Regions from separate parts of the Mus musculus genome. Here all the other regions are linked to region 1. A link is a contact called in public Hi-C data. All regions are on one chromosome and are shown on one strand. Each heading gives the region's core, a stretch centred on a gene start, on an enhancer-like site or on the middle of the called end of the contact. The rest is flanking DNA. Distances are from core to core; before and after follow the strand shown. Region 1 holds the start of Mtor (mechanistic target of rapamycin kinase). Region 2 holds the start of Ssu72 (Ssu72 RNA polymerase II CTD phosphatase homolog (yeast)). Region 3 holds the start of Prxl2b (peroxiredoxin like 2B). Region 4 holds the start of Wrap73 (WD repeat containing, antisense to Trp73).

Region 1 (2,645 bases), core at 91-2,590:
AATTAGTATCTAGGAAGTGTTATCAATGCTTTATAAAGGGTTGTATTGTAGTATAACTTGTACTTTGGTGTGTTTTTAATTTGTTTTTTAACTTAAAAACATTTAACGCTTTCAACTAATTGGAAATCTTTACCTTACTAGCAAATATTTATCTGCATTATCATTACTAATAGCTTCACATGTTTCTTTTAATATTAATGTGTTTAATAGTTCACTCAAATTCCTAATTCAAGCTATTTAGGAATTTTCAGTGTGTATTACAACACTGATAAAAAAATAAAGATTTAAACAAAAGATCTGCATAAATTTCATATGAAAAATTTTAATGATACATTTTTATATATTGGAGCAGGTTCTCTGGAAGGGCCTTAAACACTGAGAAATCTCCCTAGTTCAACCTTGAATTTCTGACCCTCTAAACCTCCACCACCAGAGTTCTGGGAAGACAGGCATGCACTTTACACAGTGCTGGGAATTGAACCCACGACTTTCATGCCTATCGGGCAAACACTCTTTATTTTTGGTTTTTCGAGACAGGGTTTCTCTGTGTAGTCCTGGCTGTCCTGGAACTCACTCTGTAGACTAGGCTGGCCTCGAACTCAGAAATCCACCTGCCTCTACCTCCCAAGTGCTGGGATTAAAGGCGTGCACCACCACGCCGGGGTGGGCAAACACTCTTATCGACTGGTTTACATCCCTAGCTCCGGCTATTGCCCGTTTGAAAAATAAAAAAAAATTTTTAAGGATTTTTCTTTAAAATCTTGTATTTAAAGTAGTTCGGTGATCATCTTATCCTGAGAATGAGCTCACAAGTAAGGCAATTTGGGGACAGTGAGAATAAAAAAAAACAAAAACAAAAACAAAAAAACCCTTGCAAATGCATATTCAGTTTTACAAACGAGAAAGCAAGAGTTCCTCAGTGAACCGATTTCCAAGATATGTCTTCTGCAGTGATTCGAGAGCGTCGGACACTCGGCCCCTTCTCAGCATCCCGAGCACGATCCCTAACCTCTGCCCCAGTTCTTTCAACAGGTCCTTAGGGTACCAAACCGTGGCTCCACACGGTCACAGCGTGTGTGGAGGGGACTTGTAGTAGCGACGTACCGGAAGTGTTCGTGGAAGTGACCGAAGTCAACTCACGACTGATTGGCTCTTCGGAATAGTCCTTCGCCTCCTTTTGCTTGCCACTGGTTGCTCGTTTTGTCTATTTGAACAATCCCCGCCCTCGAGAAGCCGGTCCCGAAGCTCCAATTCTTCATGATTATTGGTGGATGTTCCTCCCCATCTTCGAGCTCGGCCCGCTGATTGGTTGTAGCGCTTACGAGCCCGCCCTCCCCACCTCCCTGGCCTAGAAGACAGCGGGGAAGGCGGGTGTTGAGGCTGGGGGCCTGAAGCGGCGGTACCGGCTCCGGCGGCGGCAGCTGAGGCGGTGGCCGAAGCCGCGCGGTGAGTCTGGGGCCTGGAGTCGGGCGCTTGCGGCTGGCGGGACGGCCAGACTCCCAGCCAGTGTGGGCCGTGCTGGGGGAGGCCCGGGAAGCCGCCTGTCTGAACCGTACAGCGCCCCAGCACCAGCTCCGCGCCCTCGGGGAGACCCCCGCAGGCTGGCGGATCTGCTCCGGGCCTTCCGTGGAGCATTTAGGTCTCCTTCTCGGGCTCAGGACCTGGAACTCCAGACCCACCTACTGACGGTGGAGCCTGTCCCCAGGAGCTCCAGTTTCGGGATCTGCCCCCTACACTTCACCATGGAGACCTGCCAGGAACCCAGACCTCCGCGCCCACGCAGGGTCAGCCTCAGGGTCACGCCCTCCCTTCACGTTTCAACCTTTCAACTCGAATTCCCCTAAGGCATTCTCACAACCTTTGGGATTTGTGACTCAAATAGTTACTTTGAATCCAGCCTGGGGCAGCTGGCTTGTGGGTAAACCTTCAAGTGACTGTCTAATTACTGACGTGATGAGAATAGAAAGTCCAAGTCGGTCTCCTTCCCGCTGCCTCGTGTGCTTACACGCTCAGTAGTGGTTTCTTCCGCTCTAAAACGGCCCAGTTCCTTTTATAGTATTTTATTCCCCCTGTAGTGTAGCGTTTGAAAGCCTTTCAAGACTATTTTACTCCTTATGTTTTGTGTTTATCCCTAACCCCGGCATGACCTTGAATTTCTTGCCTCTCCCTCAGTGCTGGGCTTAAAGATGTGTGGCATCGTGCCTTGGTTATGAGGTGGTGGGGATTGAACAAGGGGTTCTGTGCATGTTAGGCTGTGTCTCACAGATTCTTTCAAAGCCAGAGTGCTTCGGGAATTGTTTTTGTTTTTTAGTATACTCTGGCAGGATAGGTGTATATGTTAGTTACTGCCATGGCATAGTGGGCTAGCCCCTTTTTAATGGCCACTTTATTGGGGTCCCCTGGATGGTAAACTTATTGAGGGAACAAACATCACATAGTTGAAAAATGAGTGATAGTGTTGAGCTCACCATTTGAGTGTGTTGCTATTTCCTATGGTGTGTGTGTGTGTATGTATGTATTTGTTTCTAGAACTGCCTTCCCAACCCAGTGAATGCCTGTTCGTCCTATGAAATGGTGCAGTACTTGTATATAACCTTTTGTATGCTTTAAATCACACCTCCCTTGCTTTTACCTTCAAACACTAT
Region 2 (2,645 bases), core at 96-2,595, 7.3 Mb after region 1:
CAAACCAAACAAAGAAAAAGCCCAGCACATAGGCCTCAACACCTGACTAAATAGAAACATAGTCCATAAGTCCCCAAGTAAAAACTTCCTCAATGTTCTAATCTTGCTTTTTGACTTCCACAGTTCTGCTTCTCGCTAACTGAAGCATGCCAATCAAGATGGTCTTTGTACATAAAGTCAAAGAGCTGCAAGGCTCAAGGTTACATGATTTGGGCAAGTTCTCTGTGCAGCTAGCAGGCAAAAATAAAGACTTTCCTTTTGGCTTTCAGAGTGTCCACGTGATGGTCTCTGTGGGCTTACTCGCAACAGGTTCTCAATACTCTCCTCCTCATTAACACAAGGAACAATGATGGCAGACTTCAATAGCAATGAGGAGGTTCATAGTGGGAAATTTAGTTTCAAAATAGGACTGGAGAGATGGCTCAGTAGTTAAGAGCACGGACTGCTTTCCCAAAGGTCCTGAGTTTAATTCCCAGCAACCAAATGGTGACTCACGATCATCTGTAATGGAATCCCATGCCGTCTTCTGGTGTGACTGAAGACAGCCATAGTGTACTCATATATATAAATAAACTTTAAAAGAAAAAAAGGTTGCATGGAGGCTAGAAGATTCTAGGCCTAGGCAAACAGGTAGAGGTAGTCTTTGAGACAATTACTATAAGCGAATAAAATATACTTTTATAAAGGAGGGAGAAGGGATGAAAAAGAAAAGAGGAAGATACAGGAATAATAGGAATAAAGGGTAGATTACTGAATCTACGGCTTTTTTTTTGAGACAGGGTTTCTCTGTGTAGCCCTGGCTGTCCTGGAACTCACTCTGTAGACCAGGCTGTCCTCGAACTCAGAAATTTGCCTGTCTCTGCCTCCCAAGTGCTGGGATTAAAGGCGTGCGCCACCACCGCCCGGCAAAACACAGCTTTTGTTATACTTACTACACATTATCTACCTTCTTGTCCCTGACAATCTCATACTGCTCCAACTTTAAAGGAGTTCTCAGAATCTCCAAACAACTTATCTAATCCCCTTCACTTCTTGACCATTCCATTCGAGCTAGAGGGGACAGGTCACCAGGCAGGTAGGCCGGCTGTAAGTCGACCTGATTACCGAGTTCTAGGATTAAAGAAAAGTGTGAGGCACCACGCCCAGCAGCAACTCTATTTCTCTCTCCCCCTCTCACTTGAGATCGAGCTCTCAATAGGCAACCTAAACTGGCTTCCAACAGAGAAGCGATTTTTCCTGCCAGTTTTCCGATTGGCCGAACTTGAAGAGCCCGCTACCTCACCCATATTTTTCATATCGTTTACATGTTAAGCTGCAACGGGCTCACAGAGGAAGTGACGTGCTTCTAGAAGTCCAGTGACTCTGAGGAAGGTACTCGTGATAGAGATAGGGCACAAACCAAGTGCTGGAGCCCAGTGCATCTATGAAATTGGCAGAGTGACCACCTGGAGGAAACCGGAATGAAAAACGTCCCAACCACACCAAGAGAAGCCGCGGAAAGGACTTGAGACTCCCCGGACCCGCCCCAACGCCCGTCCCACTGAAGTTTTCAGTATTGCGCAAGCGCCGCGCCTAGCGCGTCATCCGAGGCGACGGTACATTAGGACGCAGGCGCGGCTCACACCGCTCCAGTTGCCGGCGCAGGTCCTGTGACGTCACGCGCCGGCGAAGGTGGTCCACGACCGCCGGCCTCGGCTGCTCTCAGGCTGATTCGGCGTCGGCCGGTCGCCCTCCCGCGCCGGCTGCAGTACGAGCCCAGGAGAGCACCGTCGGCCTCCCCACGCGTTGCGTTGCGTTGCGTTGCGTTCACTTCCGTGTCGCAGATTTCCGGTTACCGCCATCTTCCTCGCGCGGAAGCCGGCTTCTAGGTGGGAGCTCCGTAGCGAGAGCAGTGGGTAGTTCGGTCGGTGCCATGCCGTCATCGCCGCTGCGGGTGGCGGTGGTGTGCTCGAGTAACCAGAATCGGAGCATGGAAGCACACAACATCCTCAGGTAGTGCAAGCTCCACCTGCCCTCCGCCCCTCCCTCCTCTTTCCCACAGATTCTTGTCCAGACCCCGACCCTGTACTGACTGGGCCGCGGAGGTCGGGCCACGCCCGGCTTCCACGCTCAGCGAGCCCTCAGTGGGGTCCGTGCGCGCGACACCCTCGGTAGTGTAGGCATCCCCGTAAACCCTAGAGGTGGCCACACGACAGCTGGGGCCCTCTGGGTGCTGGACGACCGGGCAGTATCACGGGGTAGGCCAAGGTCTTTCCGTGCTGCGAAGGGTGCCTGGTGTTTATCTTTCCCGTATATGTGTCGTCCGGCCACCTTGGAAAGCTCTCCACACGTCACATCAAGATGGAACGAGTCTGGAAGCAACAACAGTGATCTGAGGTGTTAACGTCAGGGACTGTTTATTGCTGTCTTCGTTTGCAAGTCTCATGCACCAGCCACCACCCCTCTCAGCCCCATAACTTTAGTCAGTAATTTCTGGAGCACACGAATTCATTTGGTTCAGTGGGACCTCCTCATATTTCTTCACGAATTCACCAGTTTCTAGTAGGGCATTCATCTTTGATAGTATTTTATCTTAAAAAAAAAAATCTCTTGACAAAATGAGAAACTGATGCATTGTATTACAGTTAAAATGGGGGTTTGTACAT
Region 3 (2,645 bases), core at 61-2,560, 6.5 Mb after region 1:
AATACAGCTAGCCTTGGGGGCCCTGGAGAGGTGGTGTGGAGTGTGGGGAATGAGCTCCAAGCTGGGTGTGCCCAGGGATCTCGCTTAGCCGGCACTGCCTATCATGACAGGCAGTCTGTGGCAACAGAGGACTGCAATGAGCCATGGCTAAGGCACTGGGCTCCAAGGTCCCTCCTGTTTATGAAATAGCAGACTTCTGAGGACAGGCCTGCCTTGGACCAACACCCATTAGAAGACTCAAAGAAGGGCTGGCTGAAGCACCAGTGTCAGTTTCCATGAGACAAACTGGAGAGCAGAGCAGATGGCAGTAGCAAGAAGGTACATAAGAGAGCGGTGGCCACTCTGTCCTCCTGTTGTCCCTGGTTAGACTCATGCCCACAAACAGTCACACTTACCGCTTGAAGCCCAGCTCCTTATAGATTTGCTTGCTCTCATCAAGGTAGAGTTCTAGAAAGGAAAGCCACAGCTATGTGCCCCAGGCTTCCTACAGTCTGTCCCCTCCACTTACTGTATCCAGCTCCACCCACCCAAGCCATGAGTAGCAAGGCAGGATTGAATGTCACCACTGCTTAAACGGGAAGGGCAAGAGTCACTGGGACTTTGCCACTAGGTCTGGGCACCAGCCAGGGCACAGGCTGAAGGCAGGGCAGGGAAGAGCTGCATATGCTGACACATGAATATGTTCTTGTTGGGCCTAGAAAGGGAGAGGTCAGCCCAGGCTCTGAGTCCGGGAAGAGTCGCACCTCCTGAGAAGTAACCACCATCCAGAAACTCCTGCAGGCCCAGGGCCTCAGGCCCCACGCCCACCAGGCGCACATCGTGTTGGTCCAGGATGCTCCGGAGGTTGCTGAGGTCCTGGGCGATCCAGCGGCACACCATGCAGCCGAAGCGTCGCAGACCGGCCACCACACAAGCTTTCTCCTGCCATAGGCTCCGCAGCTCCACAGCCTACAGAATGGATCGGTCAGGGGACATGGGCTCACCAACCCCCTATGCCCGGCAGCCTCACATGTCCCGCAGCGTGCTGCTCCAAGATTCGCAGCTGACTGGTCCTCCTGATGGTTCCTCTGTGGACCATGAGCTGTACCCACGCCCAGTACGCGAACTCATAGGACCCCTCAGGACCTCCACTCCAACCCATGTGAGTTGCCAAGGCTCTGGGCCAGGTATTAGGGGAGGCGTTCTCCGCCCTGCGCGAGCCAAATCTCACCTCCCCAGTCACTGCATGTTTCAAGACACACGCTCCTACGCGACCAAGGTCCACCACATTCATGGCCTCCTCCGTCCCTTTCTGCTCCACGGTCCCTTCTCGCAGCCTGGGGAGGCTCACTCTGTCCTGCGCAGCCTCTTCAGCCAGCCTATGCCCCGCCCATAATCCCGCCCCAGTCCTGGTGGGCACCACCTCCAGGGGGTTCAGGTCACATGACTGTGCGCTTGTCTCGCCCCAGGCTCCGCCCCTGATATTAGTATACAGGCACACCCTCTCTCCAAAGAGACAATCACTGCAGATCTCTTTGCCTAAGCCTAGGTTGTTCTCATATGTATAAGCTTATTAGCCAATGGCGTAGCAGGTAAAGCTCAATGGACAGTCTGCAAGCGGTGCGCCTGCGCAGAATGCGTTTGCGTGGCTCTCTAGCGTTTGCGTAGCTCTCCACTAGCATCAGGTGGTCCCTAGTAGTGCAGCAGGGTGGTAGAATTAGAGCCAAAAAGTTGAAACGGGGAATCGAACTCACAAATCACTAGTGTGAGGAACAGTAGGGCAGCCGGCACTTACAGTAGTGAAAGGACCAGCCTTTCCAAGTCTAAGTTCCTGCTTTGCATTTTCGCGAAATCCTATTAACTTCCATCGTAAAGTACCATTTCCTGCTGTGTGGATGTCAGTTTTTAAACTACGGGCTCTCATGTACAACAATCCAAAGGAGATAAACAGGAGCTCGCAGTGGTGTGTCCCTAGGAAGAGTAGAAGGCTCAGGAATCCACGTGTTCTGTCCTTTCCTCACTAAGTAAGCCCTGTGATGCTTTCTAGGGCCATGTTCAAGCATCTGACAGATGTAGAGGCTAGGAAAGGAAGAGAGCCACCACAAGATACCTAGCTGAGGCTGAACAGCCAGGCAGGAAGTTAGGAACCATACATATCACTGTGTCAAAAGGAGAAGCTAGAGAGATGGCTCAGTGGTTAAGAGCACTAGCTGCTCTTGCAGAGGGCCCACGGTTTGGTTCCCAGCATCCCTACAGCGACTCACAATCCTCTGCAAGTCCAGCTTGAGGGCATCTGATGCTCCCTTACGGTCTCTTCAGGCACCAGGCACTCACATTGGGCCCAAACCTATGCAAGCAAGAGTAGGCTGGGGAGGTGACTCGGTAAAATGACAGAGACCTGTAATCCCATGTCCTGGGGGAAGCAAAGGCATGAGAATCAGCAATAGACCTTGTCTCAAGAAATACGATTGAGAGGCACTGAGTAAAACACTCAACCGCTGGACTCCCCGGGCACACACAAGTGCACACAGGTGTGCAAAGGTACATTTTAAAAAAGGAAAGAAAATAAAGTTGCAGAATCAGGAGGAGCTGGTCCTGTAGAGCAACTGGTCCTGGAAGCACCACCAGAAGAAATCCAGAGATGGGGCTTCCTCTGCTTCCTGTTA
Region 4 (2,645 bases), core at 103-2,602, 5.7 Mb after region 1:
GCAAGGGAGGTGGGTTGGAGCAGACCGAATCTCTCTCGAACTCGAAAGCCTGACCTGGTGTTAGGCCAATAGCTACGAGGAGTAATTATTTGCGAGCTGCAGATTAGAGACAAAGATGAATACCAAGCAAGAGTTTGGGACTGGTTGGGAACAGAAAATGCCAGGACGCTGGCCGCGCACTCTGCAGATCCTCTCCGAATGGTGCAAGCACCGCCATTCATTCATTCATTCATTCATTCATTCATTCATTCGTGGAAATTAGATGCAGCGGTGCGGAAGAGACTGGGAGCTATGAGCTGGACCGAGCAATACTAGATTCCGGTCTTTCAGAATTCGGAACTTAGCTCCAAAGGCAGTGGCTGAGCCTTAAGTGATCCTCTGAAGCTTTGGGTGCAGACAGGAACATCCAACCTCCCGAATGACACCGGAATGGGGAGCCTTGTGGGGCACAGGACGCGGGGTGCTGCGCGAGGGAGGGAGCAGAGCGCTTTGGGGAGCGATCCTGGTCTGAAGTCCAGTTGGTGCTGTATTCTACGTGCCCACCGAGGCTGCCGTCCCGGGTACCGAGCCACACCTCTGAATCAAGTCCACACTCTAACTAGAACCTCCAAAAAGGTGAGGCGACCCACGAGATCCACATGCCTTCGAATTCGTTCCGCCACAGACCTGAGAAGCACTTGAACGTCACGAGGTCACGCTGCAGGTGGTCGCTCTCAGGAAAACCTCAAAGCAAACCTATATTTATACTTATACGTGGAAAATACTTTGCTTTGTTCTGTTTGAGAAAGGGTCTCACGCAGCCCTGCATAGCCTCCAACTCTATAGGTAGCGAAGGATGCCCTGAACATCTGCGTCTCTGGTTTCAGGTGTAGGATTTTTTTTTTTTTTTTAATGCAAACCATCGTGCGGGGTTTATGCGATGCTGCGGACCAAAACCTGGGTTTCATATATGCTAAGCAATCATTTTGCCAATAGAACCGCACTCTCAGCTCCTGTAACAAAAAATTTGTTATCTACTAAAGAGGTGTATCGAAATACGACTATATACTTACACATAAATACGCATTTACATGTAAATAAATGTATGTTCACAAGTACAGAGGTCTAGTTACAACCTGAATTTCAGATAAGGGAGTCTTTTAGTCTAAGTATGCCCCGGGTAACTTTTGGGAACATATTTATTTTGTGATTTATCTGAAGTCAGAATTCAGCCTTCCGTTTCGGGATTTGCAGGGAGATCCGCTATAGCGCAAAGGCGCTCAGCCCCTTTAAGACTCAAACTCGGACTTCCCGCCCCACAATGCCGCGCGGCCGCTTGAGGCTCCCATTGGCTGCTGCTCGCTTCCGCCCCTGTACTTCCGGCCGCTGCCTGGGGCGGTTGCGGGAGGTACTTCGGAGCCGGGCTGGCCCGGGCTGGCCGTGGCCATGAACTTCTCGGAGTCATTCAAGCTCTCGGGCCTGCTCTGCAGGTTCTCCCCGGACGGCAAGTACCTGGTGAGCTGCGGCGCGCTGGGCGGAACCTAAGTGTGGGCGCGCGACTTGTGCACGGGGCCGGGGCGGGCCGAAGGGGGGCGGGAAGGGGGCCCGAGCCGGGCGGCCGCGGGGACTCAGGCTGGACTTAGGGGGCGGGGTGGGAGGTGGGAGAGGGAGGCAGGCAGAGGGGTTTCAGCCCAGATGAGGGAGAACCAGATGATTAGAGAGAACGAACCTGAAGCCGAAGAGGGATCCAGGCCAGCCAGGCTGGGGGATCCTGGCAGGTGACCAGGGTGGAGAAAGAGGACGTGGAGCAGAGTGGGGATGGAGTTGGGGTTGCTATTCTGGCAGGTGGTCAGGGTTAGGAAGGAGGTCTTGGAGCAGGTGGCCAGGGCTGGGTGGGTGCCAGGCTCCCGGCTCCAGTTTCCCTTCATCAAAGTTGGATAAGATGACTCTGCTTTCACACATTTGAGGGCACAGGGGATGGCAGCTCATTGCTATTTTGTATGTTTTCTGTGAGCGAGCTGGTTAAACGGGGCCCTCCTTTGTGAAACTCGTCATAAGCAAATGGTTTAAATAACTAGCTTTCATTGCCAGGGTTGGATGTTAGCTGTCTATTCTTTGGGTGGCAGAATAGTGTTCAGATGGGTGTTTCAAGGTACGCCAACATGACCATTGTGCATTTGTAGAAGGCTGACGTTAGGAAGCCATCAGGGAAAACTCAAGTCTTATTTTAAAAAACTGTGGTTCCGTGCCAGTCGGGTAGCTTGGCTAGTAACGGTACCTGCCACCAAACCTGATGACCTGAGTCCCAGCTCTAGGACCCACTTAATGGAAGGAGAGAACTGTCTCCTGCATGTTGTCCTCTGGCCTCCACATAAGCCGTAACTAGTGCCTGACCCTTCTCACATACAAATGCAATCCTAATTTTTAACAAGTTTTCTTTGATTAATCTATCATTCTCTTTTTAACTGACTGATACCATTGATTGATTGATTGACTGATTGACAGGGTTTCTCTGTAGCTCTGACCAGGTTGGCCTTGAACTCAAAGATCTGCCCCTTGTCTCCTGAGTGCTGGGATTAACGGAGCATGCCACCATGCCTGGCTGTCTTGATTCTCAGTTCACACCCCTGCTGTGTTTGTCCAGGCTTTTGAGACATCCTTTACCC

What was found. Hi-C and Micro-C count contacts between places; a contact is called where the count stands out from the background.
Region 2: a contact with region 1 is called in a Hi-C map of B cells, with 5 read pairs. The contact joins the promoter of Ssu72 here to the promoter of Mtor in region 1. A contact is called at or near these places in 1 of 39 promoter capture datasets (cranial neural crest) and 1 of 484 Hi-C or Micro-C datasets (B cells).
Region 3: a contact with region 1 is called in a Hi-C map of B cells, with 5 read pairs. The contact joins the promoter of Prxl2b here to the promoter of Mtor in region 1. A contact is called at or near these places in 1 of 39 promoter capture datasets (liver) and 1 of 484 Hi-C or Micro-C datasets (B cells).
Region 4: a Hi-C map of B cells shows a contact between it and region 1, with 5 read pairs. The contact joins the promoter of Wrap73 here to the promoter of Mtor in region 1. A contact is called at or near these places in 1 of 39 promoter capture datasets (pre-B cells) and 2 of 484 Hi-C or Micro-C datasets (B cells and regulatory T cells).

Annotation. Positions count from the first base shown.
Region 1 is chr4:148,447,242-148,449,886 of GRCm38.p6, forward strand. It overlaps Mtor (mechanistic target of rapamycin kinase), which reads left to right and starts at 1,341. Exons shown (of 58, transcript NM_020009.2): 1 at 1,341-1,446.
Region 2 is chr4:155,703,470-155,706,114 of GRCm38.p6, forward strand. It overlaps Ssu72 (Ssu72 RNA polymerase II CTD phosphatase homolog (yeast)), which reads left to right and starts at 1,346. Exons shown (of 5, transcript NM_026899.3): 1 at 1,346-1,992. The coding sequence starts at 1,913.
Region 3 is chr4:154,897,733-154,900,377 of GRCm38.p6, forward strand. Prxl2b (peroxiredoxin like 2B) reads right to left here and starts at 1,311. Exons shown (of 7, transcript NM_025582.3): 1 at 1,211-1,311; 2 at 744-948; 3 at 396-447. The coding sequence starts at 1,273. It overlaps Gm52690 (a long non-coding RNA gene), which reads left to right. Exons shown (of 2, transcript XR_003955190.1): 1 at 1-318; 2 at 699-2,645.
Region 4 is chr4:154,141,020-154,143,664 of GRCm38.p6, forward strand. Wrap73 (WD repeat containing, antisense to Trp73) reads left to right here and starts at 1,353. Exons shown (of 12, transcript NM_021499.2): 1 at 1,353-1,494. The coding sequence starts at 1,426.